Regions from separate parts of the Sus scrofa genome. Here region 2 is linked to region 1. The links are chromatin contacts, called in public Hi-C maps. All regions are on one chromosome and are shown on one strand. The core of a region is the stretch at or near the end of the contact, and the rest is flanking DNA. Distances in the headings are between cores, read along the strand shown.

What was found. A called contact is a pair of places that touch in the nucleus more often than the background predicts.
Region 2: a Hi-C map of embryonic fibroblasts shows a contact between it and region 1, with 2.1 times the contacts expected there. The contact joins the promoter of C6H16orf46 here to the enhancer-like site in region 1. A contact is called at or near these places in 2 of 5 promoter capture datasets (fetal liver and fetal skeletal muscle), 2 of 47 Hi-C or Micro-C datasets (embryonic fibroblasts and liver) and 2 of 2 datasets of contacts at active chromatin or transcription factors (alveolar macrophages and skeletal muscle).

What each region holds. Positions count from the first base shown.
Region 1 is chr6:6,639,690-6,645,506 of Sscrofa11.1, forward strand. No RefSeq gene overlaps it. Among named protein-coding and RNA genes, the nearest start is that of PLCG2, 40 kb to the left of the region's middle. Within about 2 kb of position 3,817, at least 52 of the 83 cell types and tissues checked have an H3K27ac peak or open chromatin away from gene starts, as enhancers often do. A contact at or near this core is called in alveolar macrophages, embryonic fibroblasts, fetal liver and 3 more, where this site is marked.
Region 2 is chr6:7,187,213-7,193,036 of Sscrofa11.1, forward strand. It overlaps C6H16orf46, which reads left to right and starts at 2,297. Exons shown (of 4, transcript XM_021097049.1): 1 at 2,297-2,396.

The DNA of each region.
Region 1 (5,817 bases), core at 2,567-5,066:
TGAGTGCCTCCTGCTGTGTCTGGAAAATGCTGGAGTCTCCCAGAGAACTTAACAGAAATCGAGGACACGCCCAGTCTCCACCCCGGGGGCCAAAGTCCTGGCCTGAACTCATAAACCCCAGCGTCACAGGGTCCAAAGCCAGCTGTGTGACTTGGGGCCAGTCACTGCCCCTTTCTGGGGCTTCTTTCTTTTGCAGATGACTAAGTTGGGCCTCAATCTCTGTCCCTGAGGCCAGGGGTTCCCCCTGGGGAAAAACTGGGGATGAACGGCTCCAATTTGTGGTCAGCCACAAACTGCTCTGTCCCCAACAGCACCAGGTGCTGGCAAAGCCAGGTGGTCCCCTCCCCAGCCTGGGCCCCACCTCAGCACGTCACCAAGGAGGCCCAACCACGAACCCAGCTTCCTCCCAAATGGTGACCCCAAGTCCCTGGCTGACCATGGCTGGGCCCACCCCCAGATAGCGCCCACGCGCCAGATGTGCCACCTCCGCCCCCAGCCAAGTTCTGCTCCATGGAACTTCCCCCTCTGCAGCCTCGGAATCATAAACAGGTATCAACAAGTCACGAGGGTGGTGGCTCTCAACTGGGTGCTTTTGTTCCCCAGGAAGAAATTCCAGATATAACAAATAAAAATGCTATCTCTGGGACCGAATTCTTTGAAAAGTTATGAGTCACTTGTCTGAAATGTACATTTGACTGGGAAACCTGTATTTTATCTGGCAGCCGTAAGCTCAGGAGACATCTGTCCACATCTGGAGACCTTTTTGTGTGTCTCTTTTCAGGGCCGCACCCGTGGCATATGGACGTTCCCAGGCTAGGTGTCAAATCAGAGCCGTAGCTGCTGGCCTACACCACAGCCACAGCAACACGGGATCCGAGCAGCATTCTTAACCTACACCACACCTTGTGGCAACCCCAGATCTTTAACCCACTGGGTGAGGCTGGGGATTGAACCAGCATCCTCATGGATATTACTCTGGTTCTTAACCCACTGAGGCACAACAGGAACTCCTGGAGACACTTTTGAGGATCACAAATGGGGGGTGCTATTGGCAGCCCGTGGCTGGAACCCAGGCCTGCTGCTGGACAGCCTACCAAGCCCAGAACACAGAATGACCCAGCCGCTAATGTCAGCAGTGCCCGAGGGTGAGACAGCTGCCCTGGGTCGTTCCTGGCATCTTGGGGACTTGTCAGAGGGAGCGGTGGTGATCCTCAAGTGAGAACCAGGAAAACCAAGGCTCACGTTCATTGGCTTGTTCAAGGCCATACAAAGTGGAGTCGTCTGCTGGCCAGTGCCCCCTCTCTAATACTCTCATCTGTTCTTCCAGATATGAGGCCATGCAAAGTCAGCCAGGAAGCACAGCGGGGGAGGTGGGATATGGAGAGCTTTACAGGGTCCCCAGACGCCCAGGACTGGCCTTCTGGGTGCCCAGTGGACAGGCAAGCCAGTCCCGGAGAGGGTGGTGCCCAGTAACGAGGGCTGTTGTCAGTTCTGCCACCAGAGGGCAGCAGAGACTTGGAAATGATTCTGCAGCCTGGGTCCCACCCACGGAGAGTCTGACCAAGCGGGTCTGCAGGGGGCGCCAGCCATCCTAGTGTTTTTTAAAAGCTCCCAGGTGATTCTTCTTTTTTGTGTGTGTCATTTTTCTATTTCTTGGCCTCTTCCGCACATATGGAGGTTCCCAGGTTAAGGGTCGAATCGGAGCTGTAGCTGCCGGCCTACACCAGAGCCACAGCAACACGGGATCCGAGCCAGGTCTGCAACCTCAGGGCAACGCTGGATTCTTAACCCACTGAGCCATGCCAGGGATCAAACCTGCAACCTCATGGTTCTTAGTCGGATTCGTTAACCAGTGAGCCACGACAGGAACTCCGAAAGCTCTCAGGTGATTCTAACGCAGCCAGGATTGAGAAACGCTGGTCCGAGGCCTCATTTGTCATGACTGATTACGTCAGAATCACCTGGAAGCTTTAAAAAATACCGGTGGGGAAACAACCCAAATGTCCCCAGACCAATGAAGAGCTAAACTGTAGGTCAGGGAGGTGTGAGTTTCCAGGAGTCACAAGGGCACCAAGAAGGAAGCAATCCTGAGACAGTTTCCCACTATCATCCCATCCAAAAGGGAGACACCACCCCACCCCACCCCGAGGCAGGAAGCAGTGGGAGATGGGCCTCAGGAGGAGGCAGCCTCGGGGAATGCACACGGGGACCCTCACTTCTGCGGCCCCCACCCTGTTCCTCCCAAAGCACACATTTGGGCTATGAGCACACGCGTGTACCAAAAAAAAAAAAAAAAAAAAAAAAAAAATCCTGTCATTTCAGTCAACAAAGTTGCCATCAAGCCATCAGCTAATGATGCATCTTTTTTTTCTTTTTTTTCCCTTTTTTTAGGGCTACACCCATGGCATATGGAGGTTCCCAGGCTAGGGGCTGAATCCGAGCTGTAGCTGCCGGCCTACGCCAGAGCCAGGGCAACGCGGTATCTTAGCCTCATCTGGGACCTACAGCAATGCTGGATCCTTAACCCACTGAGTAAGGCCAGGGATCGAATCCACAACCTCATGGATCTCAGTCAGGTTCATTAGCCACTGAGCCACGAAGGGAACTCCTAATGATGCACCTTGAGGGGAATCGGGGCTGGAGAAAAACAGGGTACTTGGCCCTAGAGAGTTAAGGATGCCTATCAAAGGAATGATTTCATCAAGCCCAGACTCCAGCATCTCCCCATACATAGAAAGGCACCAAAATCATTAATTTACAATGTCCGGTTTGAGCGATTAGCAGTAGTCTTTTATAATCTCTCTACTATATGTTTTTGCTTCTTTTCCTCCCCCCGCCCGCAAAACTCCTGTGTATCCTGGCTCCTCCATGTCCCCTAAGGACAGTCCCTCAGCGCTGAGAGGCTGCCTTCTTGGCCTCAGTCATGGCCTCACATAAAACAACTCCCAAATTCTAGCTAGTGCTTTTGTGCTTTTTTTTTTTTTTTTAATCAGCACCTCCGTGGCCAGCCAACAATGACCAGACAAGGTCAAGGACAAAAACACTTTAGTCCGCATCTACCTTCAAGCTTTCTTTCCCCCCCACCCCACTTAGGAGGAGGTAGGGACTCAGGAAGGGGAAGAGGCATGAAATGAAGGTGAAATTTAAGTTCTCAAGTAGCCTGGACATTTTGCTACCAAAGGTGTCTTTAAGAAACTGGAGGAAGTCTCTCGTGCCACCGCGGTGGCTTGGGTTCAGTCCCCGGCCCGGGGAACCTCCAGAAAAAGAAAGAGAAATTGGAAAGAAGGCCATCGGGAAACAAGATTTAGAGACAAAGAGAACCGCGTTTCCCCGGCAGGCTCCATCCCTGTGCAGGGGGCCAGCTCCCCTCGCTGGGTCCGGGCTGAGGATCCCAGGAGCTGGCAGTGTTCGGAGGCCTCGGGAAAGGTTCCTTAACCAAGGGCCATTAGAGATAAAACAACGGCGCTAGGAGTGTGGGGGCGCGGGGGGGCCGCTACTGGGGGAAGGGCCGCGGAGGAGGCCGGAGCCGTTTTACGCCAAGGCATCTCCCTGACTGCAAGAGAGGAGATGTGTCTGGTCGACGGGCTTCGGGGTGCGGATGGAGGGTTGGAGGGAGCCCCTCCTGGTACTGGCACCCTGCCCTCTCGCGGGCCGCCCTCGGGGGCAGAGCCATAGGCCTGGGGGGTGGGGGTGGGGTCCAGGGCTGTCTCGCAGCTTCCCTCAACCCCGCAGAGCCGTCCCCGCCAGCCCGAGGGTCTCCTGAAGCTGCAACACGTGCGGATGGCAGCGGGGGTCTCCATGGCAACACTGACGTCACGGGCCCGGAGTCCCCGAACGCTGCCTTCCGCCCCCAGCTCGGCCTGGTGCAACCCCAGCCTCGTTCTGCAGCAGCTGGGACATCTGGGGCGTTAGAGCTGCTGCCCTGCCCTCCTCTCGGTCTTGTCCTGGCCACTAGAGGCAGACAGGTGTGCACTGAGCCAGAAAGGTGTGAGCCGAGCCAGCCGCCTTCCGATCCCGGCTTCCTCCCGGCCCTTTGTCCTCAGCCCGCTCTCCGCCGGCTGCTGGCGAAGCAGCCTTTACTTCCTGTTTCAGTAACAGGAAGCTCCCTCCCGGGGAGAAAGCACATTTTAAGAGAATGCGGGAGGAGGAGCTAGGTCCCTCCCACCTCAACCTCTGCTCCCTCTGGTCCCTTCCACTGAAAGCCCAGGGCTTATGGAAACTACTCCCAAATTATCATATCCCCCTTCCCCAAGACTCAGCCTCTGCTCTGGAACCTTCTACTGCGAGGACTAGGACCTAAGGGGCCCTGCCTGTCTCTCCTGCTGCCAGGGACCCCACACTTCTGCCTCCTAAGAGTCTGTTCCTTCCAAGGCCAGACACTGCCTCAGGGCCTCCGCCCTTGCCCTTCCTCTGCCTGGATGGCTGTTCCCTCCTCCATCTCCCTCCCGGCTGGCCATTTTGGGCTCGCTCCATTTTAGCTCTGTGCACCACTGTTGTGTGCTTACAGGTTTGTGGGAGCTCCCTGGTGGCTGAGCAGGTTAAGGATCTGGTGTTGTCACTGCTGTGGCTCAGATCGCTGCCAGAGCTCGGGTTCAATCCCTGGCCTGGAAACTTTCTCATGCCATGAGTGCAGCCAAAAAAAAAAGCTGTGTGGGATTATTTGTCTAATGGCTGCCTCTTCCCTGACTGTATGCAGTGGAGGCAGTGTGCCAGGCACACAGGAGGTGCTTAATGTATACTTTTTTTAAAAAACTGGCTTATTGAGACATAATTCACATACCATACAATCCACCTAAGTCAAGTGTACATATGGTTTTTAGCTTATTTACAGAGCTGTGCAGGCAACACCACAGTCGATGTTAGGTGTTGTCATCACTAAAAAGAAACCTCTACCCCGCAGCTCTCACTGGCCTTTCCCCGACCCCTCGGCCCTAAGCAACTCTTAGCTGACTTTCTGCCACCATACATTTCCTGTGCTGGACGCTCAGATGGCTGGAGTCTTATAATTTGTGGACCTGACCATCTTTCACTCAGCAGCGTTTTCAAGGTTCTTGCTCAGTGAATGAATGAAGGGGTGTCTGAATGGAAGGCTATGGGAAGCGGAGGAGAGGGGCTCTCCTGGGTGGGATGATGGGCACTGGGTGGAAGGACCTGGGTCTGTTATGGGATCCACATCTCACAGGGCACAGACTCTGAGTGAGACAGTGGCTGAGCCGCCCCAGATACACACTTGATTGTCTTCAGCTTGATGTCAAGATTCCAGGCTCGCTGCCCAGCCTCTGACGTTAGATGTAGGTCGGATGGGCAGCCCACCGCCCCTCGTTCGCTTGCAGAGCTGCTTTCCTTTCTTCTTCCTTTTTTTCCCTCTCTTTTTAGGGCCACGCCTGTGGCACATGGAGGTTCCTAGGCTAGGGGTCCAATTGGAGCTGCAGCTGCCTGCTTATGCCACAGCCAGAGCCACGCCAGATCTGAGCTGCTTCTGTGACCTACACCCGCAGCCTGTGGCAATGCTGGATCCTTAACCCACTGAGCAAGACCAGGAATCAAACCCTATCTTCTTGGATATTAGTCGGGATTCTAACCCACTGAGCCACAATGGGAACTCCTTTCTTTGGGTTGGAATTTTTCATTCATTCATTCATACCATGTAAATGCATGGTTATGATCTACAAGTCTTTACCTTAAATATGAATATACTTTGCTTTTCAAAAATCAACTAAAATAGACAAAGGCTTTCCAGGGGGACTTGAGGCCACACCCGTGAACCTGGCGGCTCTGGACATCAGGGCTGCAGGAGCCCCCCACACCCACCAGGGG
Region 2 (5,824 bases), core at 1,047-3,546, 550 kb after region 1:
ACACTTGTCCCTTAATGTTTCTGCTCGGTCATACTATCAGACTTTTACCTGCTAAACTTAAGCCCATTTACAACAGGTATGCAGGCAGGATTAGTGTGAAGGAAATCAGTTGCTAGATCTTCCAACTTCCACAAGTACTAAGGAGAATGTGCTTACTGTCAAGAAGTTTAATTAATAGTCATTTAGTAAATCTTAGTTAAGACTTTTGGTATACTTCCCAGAAACAGAATGCTGTTTAATGACGAGGTACCAAATCCTGCTAGTCAGGTGGCTTCAAGTTAATTTTCTGTTTTCAACAGAAGGAATCCTTCCTAACCAAACTGTCATCCGCTAATTTTTTTTTCTTTTTTGTCTTTTTAGGGGAGTACCCTCAGCATATGGAGGTTCCCAGGCTAGGGGGTCTAATCAGAGCTGTTGCTGCCCGCCACAGCCATAGCCACAGCCACGCCAGATCCCTGACCCACTGAGCGAGGCCAGGGATCAAACCCGCAACTCCATGGTTCCTAGTTGGATTCGTTTCCACTGTGCCAGGACAGGAAATCCTGTCATCTGATAATTTAAAAAAGAAAGAAAGAAAGAAAAAGAGGGAAAAATAAAAAACTGTTGCTATGTGATTTCTGGTGTGGCAAAGGGTTTAAAAAGTTAAGAGACACTGCAAGAACAAAACCCCTTTTGTCTTCATATCAAAGTATTTCACTCAGCTTAGGGGCTGAATCAGTCTCCTTCTGGCAACAATTATCTACGGTAATATTTATCCATAGATACATGAATTGGCAAGAGGGGATGAACAGCCCAAGTGATGTAACATTTTAAAATGCCAACATTCATGATCATCTGTATATTACATCCCTTGCTACTATTAAAATTTAAGATTAAAATGTTTTAACACAAAAAAGTGGAATGAGGTATGCGGTTTTGTACTGTTCTTTTGAGAAGTATTTGGGCATGCCATTAATTCTAAGTTGCGAAATACAAAAGATCCAGAAATGTGTGTGTTAGATAAAGAACACCTTAAAAAGTAGAAAAGCACTTCTGACCTCTCAGAATAACGTAATTTATACGTCATAAAATATGGCCTTTCCAAAGACTTGATAGGCTTTCTAATTAGTATTGTTCCTTCTGTAGGAAAAAAACCGTAGTACACACCCATCTTCCCAAACGGCTTTTAATCACCGTGGTATAAGAGGCTTATATTCTAATATTTTTCTCCAGCAGAAATAGTCACACTTTAAGAACTATTAAGCAGAGGGGCTTTGGAATCAGACCGAAGTTGGGTTCTACCACTAATGCCTGACTGGGCACAGGAGTCCACCCCTGGCTGCATCTCGGGATGCTCGAAAGTGGGTGGCTTTTCATTGTCTTCAACCAGCGCTTTAACGACGTGGAGCTACTTTTCCACATTTGTATAAAAGATGCCAATGGTCCCCCTCACAGGCCACACGACAGCGGATTCGAACCAGTCCCGCCCAGCCAAGTGAGCGGCATAAATTCCCACTGTGAAGTTTCTGACTTGCACTACCCTGCCACAGTCCCTACGGAGGCGGGGCGACTCGGGGACAGCTGGCAAAGTCTGGGGACGGTTTTGGTCGTCAGGCACCTAGCGGGTAAAAACCAGGAAAGCTGCTAGCCACGCCCCCGAGACCCAACCCGCGCCAAGGGGAGCGCTGCGCGGGGAGAGAGGTCCTAGATCTCTGAGAGGAAGCTGGTCCCAAAGCCTTCGCTTTCTAACTCCAAGGGCCGACGGGCACCCAGTCCCTCGGTCGCTTTTCCTGAACGGCGCTTAGGGCTACACTGGTACCTCGCGAAGCGCCCGCCGCTCCTCACGCGCTGGTGGAAAGTTCGCAGCCGCGCAGCCTGCTGGGAGCACGAGACCGCCGCGGTCAGTGAGCGTCGCCTACTGCGCTCAGCTTGGTAGCGCGAGGCGGGTGTACGTCACTTCCGCCGCGGACCCGCCCACCACCCCGCCCCCAGCGCGTCCGTAACCCAGGGCAACTGTCTTGGTCGCCCGCCGGCGGGGACTAAGCTGCCCGGGGGCCTTCCACCCAGCTGGCTCCACTGGAGGGTGTGAGCGGCCGCGGCCGCTTCCCCGCCTCCGGGCAAGGCCCCTGACCTCTCCACGGGGCGGCAGAGCGAGACGTCCTGCCCAGTTCGGAAGGAAGCCGCCCTCTCAGGCGAGGAGGCAAAAGGGAGAGGTAGCGCGGGCCTGGGCTGAACTAAGAGTAGGCAGGGTTTGAGGAGGAGGGCGCGGCATGGGTGGGGCAGTGGGAGGAGCCGTTGACAGGGCGGAGCCCTGGGAGGGAGGAGCCAATGGAGGAAGGGGGCTTGGTGGAGCAAGTAGGGCCGCTTTGCAGGAGGGCACAGCTGTTGAAATACGGGAAGACGTCTTTTTCGGTGAGGTAGGGCCCGGGGGAAAAAGGGGAGGAGCTAAATGAGAAAAAAGAAAGATCGTGGAAGGGGAGGAGCCTGCGGGGAGGGGGTGGGGCTACTAAAGGGAAGTGGAGCCGTCTGTGAAGTGCTTGGGCTTTAGGAGCGACAGGTGTGGTGTGTGTTTGACGGCTTAAATTTTCTTGTACATTGTTTGCTGTGTGAGAGCTGGGAGGCCAGGCCTTGCTTTATTTACCATTTTACTGCCAATGTTACGCATATAACAGGCACCTAGTGAGTAATGAGTAATAAATGTGAGTGGAAAAAAAAAGAGTCGAAAACTGAGATTGGAGTAGAAATGCTCTACTCCATAGGGAGGAATGGGTGTAGAAACCGCGCTCCTAGAAATCATTCTATGAATAATCAAAGCTGCTGTGCTCTGTGGGCATATAAGAAGCGTAAAGATAATTAATATGGGGAGATAAAATTTACACTCTTGAAAATGCAAACAAATTGTTCCAATTGGGTGGTGCATATGCTCAGCTTTAAGGCAGAGTTTCAGTTGCCCGCCAAGTTGTGGTCTCAGACTGAATTAGATTGGAATCCCGGTATCATTTTCCGTCGAAACTAGGAACAGCTATTTTCCTTTGGAAACAGTGATCAGCCTGCCCAGGACAATCTTCAAGACCTATTTAACCAGTTCATATGCTTGAAGCTTAAGTCTTTAGTAAGAAACTTAACTTCCGTCAGTGCTAACAGTGTTTGTATTCTTTGATTTTTTTCATTCAACACATATTGATAAGGATCCACAGGAATATCCATTTATAATTTTAAATGAGGCTGCGTGTTTCCCTGGCTGATATTCTGACATAGATTCAAGATCCTTTTAAACCTAAATTGGGTGTAGGAGCTTGCTGTAGAGCCCGGGAGTGGTAAGGAGTTTTGAGGGAATGCTGCCTGCCTTTGACAGAAACAACTCGCTTTTGTCTTACACACTCTGCACTTTTCACATTTTCTAGCCTATCCCCTCTCATCATTTACTGATTAAGGGAGTTCTCTTATGGCACAACGGGTTAAGGATCTGGCGCCTCTGCAGCGGTTTGGTTGCTATGGTGTGGGTCATATCCCTGGCCCAGGAACTTACACATGCCACAAGAGTGGCCAAGAAAAAAATTTAATTAAGAATATGTCAACCAGAGAAACTGGTACAACATTGTAAGTCAACTATACTTTAAAAAATTAAAAATTAAAAAAAAAAAAGAATGTGTCAACCAGGTGTAGGGATCAAGAGTAAGGCATGTGTAGTCTGTCTGTATAGATTAGTGATAGCAAATATTTGGCAAAGATGGTAGCAAAAAGATAAAAATGTGTTGGCATTCTTCAAAGCCAGTAACATGCCTCCAATTTCTCTCATGCTTTGAATCTCTGTCTTTTGCTGCTACTGCTCCTGGTGCCACCCAGAGAAAACACCCAGCTTTTAAAGGGCTCATGTCACTAGATTAGGCCTACCCAGATAAACCAAAATAACTTCCCTATCTTTGGGTCAGTTGATTAGAAACCATAATTACATCTATAAAGTCCCTTTTGCCAGGTAATATAAGTTATTCGAAGATGTTACGGCTCATTGTATTCATAGTCCCAGAGATGAGGATGGGAAATCTTGTAGAGGGAGGACTTGCAGAATTCAGTTTACCGCACTTTCGTTCAAGAACATTGTAGAAAAGCTATTTCAACAGGTATTTTTTAACCTATTTTCTCTCCATGAACATAAACTTGTGCACAATTCATCCTCACCCCAGAAACAAAAGAACAAAAAAAAAAAATTCTCACCCTAATCGGAGTTTTATCTTTGAATTAAGTACACTCTTGGTCTTGCAAAGACATGGAGCCAGTATTCTGATACTTTCAACCCGTAATATTCATCTTTTACTCTGACTTTATGGTATGTACCCACCTGGTTTTGTACAGAATACCTATGGTTATTTGTTCCTTCCTATAGAGTTAAAACGTGCTCTCTTTTTTTTGGTAGTATTTCACAGAAAAATTGCAAATTAATTTTTCTACCTTCCCTCTCTATCATTATGCAGCTTTATGTACAACAATAACAATTTACAGGATTAAATAGCACTCTAGTCCTTTTAATATGTAACTCCTCATCAAGTTATTTTAAAAGCTATGTTATAGGTAAGCAAAGAGATCCTGCTGTATAGCACAGGGAACTCTATCTAGCCACTTGTAATGGAACATGATGGCGGATAATGGGAGAAAAAGATAGGTATATATATGCATGACTGGGTCCCTTTGCTGTACAGTAGAAATTAACAGAACACTGTAAATCAACTATAACGGAAAAAATAAAAATCATAAAATATAAAACTATGTTATAGCTGGTTTCTTCTTTTGCTTCAGGTATAATAGTTAAGTGAATCTGCTCTAGAAGCAGAAGGTTCTGGCCTTGCAGTCTCAGCTCTGACACTAACAGTCTCAGGGACTGTGTTCATCAGCAGAGGACAGGCTCCACGACAGCAGCAAACAGACCCTAAAATCTCCACAGTGTGTTATCATTCGTGCACAGTCTAAAGAGGGCTTCAGACTCTTGTGGGGGTTCTCCTCAAAGCTGTGACTCAGGATCCAGGCGTCCTTCGTTTTGTGGTGCTTCCAACTCAACGCGTGACTTCCAGAGTCTTAGCGGGAAGAGAAGGGAGCTGAAGGGGCACATTACCTCGTAAGGGCGTCATCCAGGAAGTGATATAATCAGTTGCACCTGTTTTGCTGGCTCCACTGGTCACAAGGCTGTGCCTCAACAGCAAGGGAGGCCGCAATGCAGGGAAAAACAGTGGCTCTTTGGGGAGAACTTTCTCACAGTGACCTTGGAAATTTTCCCAACCTTCCTATATGTTTTCTCATGTATAAAATTATACTAATAAGGAGTTCCCATTGTGGTGCAGTGGAAATGGATCCAACTAGGATCCATGAGGTTGCGGGTTCGATCCCTGGCCTCGCTCAGTGGACTGAGGATCTGGTGTTGCCGTGAGCTGAGGTGTAGGTTGAAGATGCAGCTTGGATCTGGCATTAGTGTGGCTGTGATATAGGCCAGCAGCTGTAGCTCTGGTTCAACCCCTAGCCTGGGAACCTCCATATGCCATGAGGTGCAGCCCTAAAAAATTTTTTTAAATTATATTAATAAATCAGTAAATGTAAGTTATTCTCCATCAAGTTCAATATAGGTACCAGTTATAAATATATACTGACATTAATTTTCCCAGTATCTCTGAGTTGGAACCATTGTTTCTTTTATTTATTCATTTATTTTTAAATTTTATTTATTTATTTTTGCTTTTTGGGGCTGCACCTGTGGCAAATGGAGGTTCCCAGGCTGGGGTAGAATTGGAGCTGTAGCTTCTGGCCTACACCACAGCCATAGCAACACAGGATCCTTAACCCACTGAATAAGGCCAGG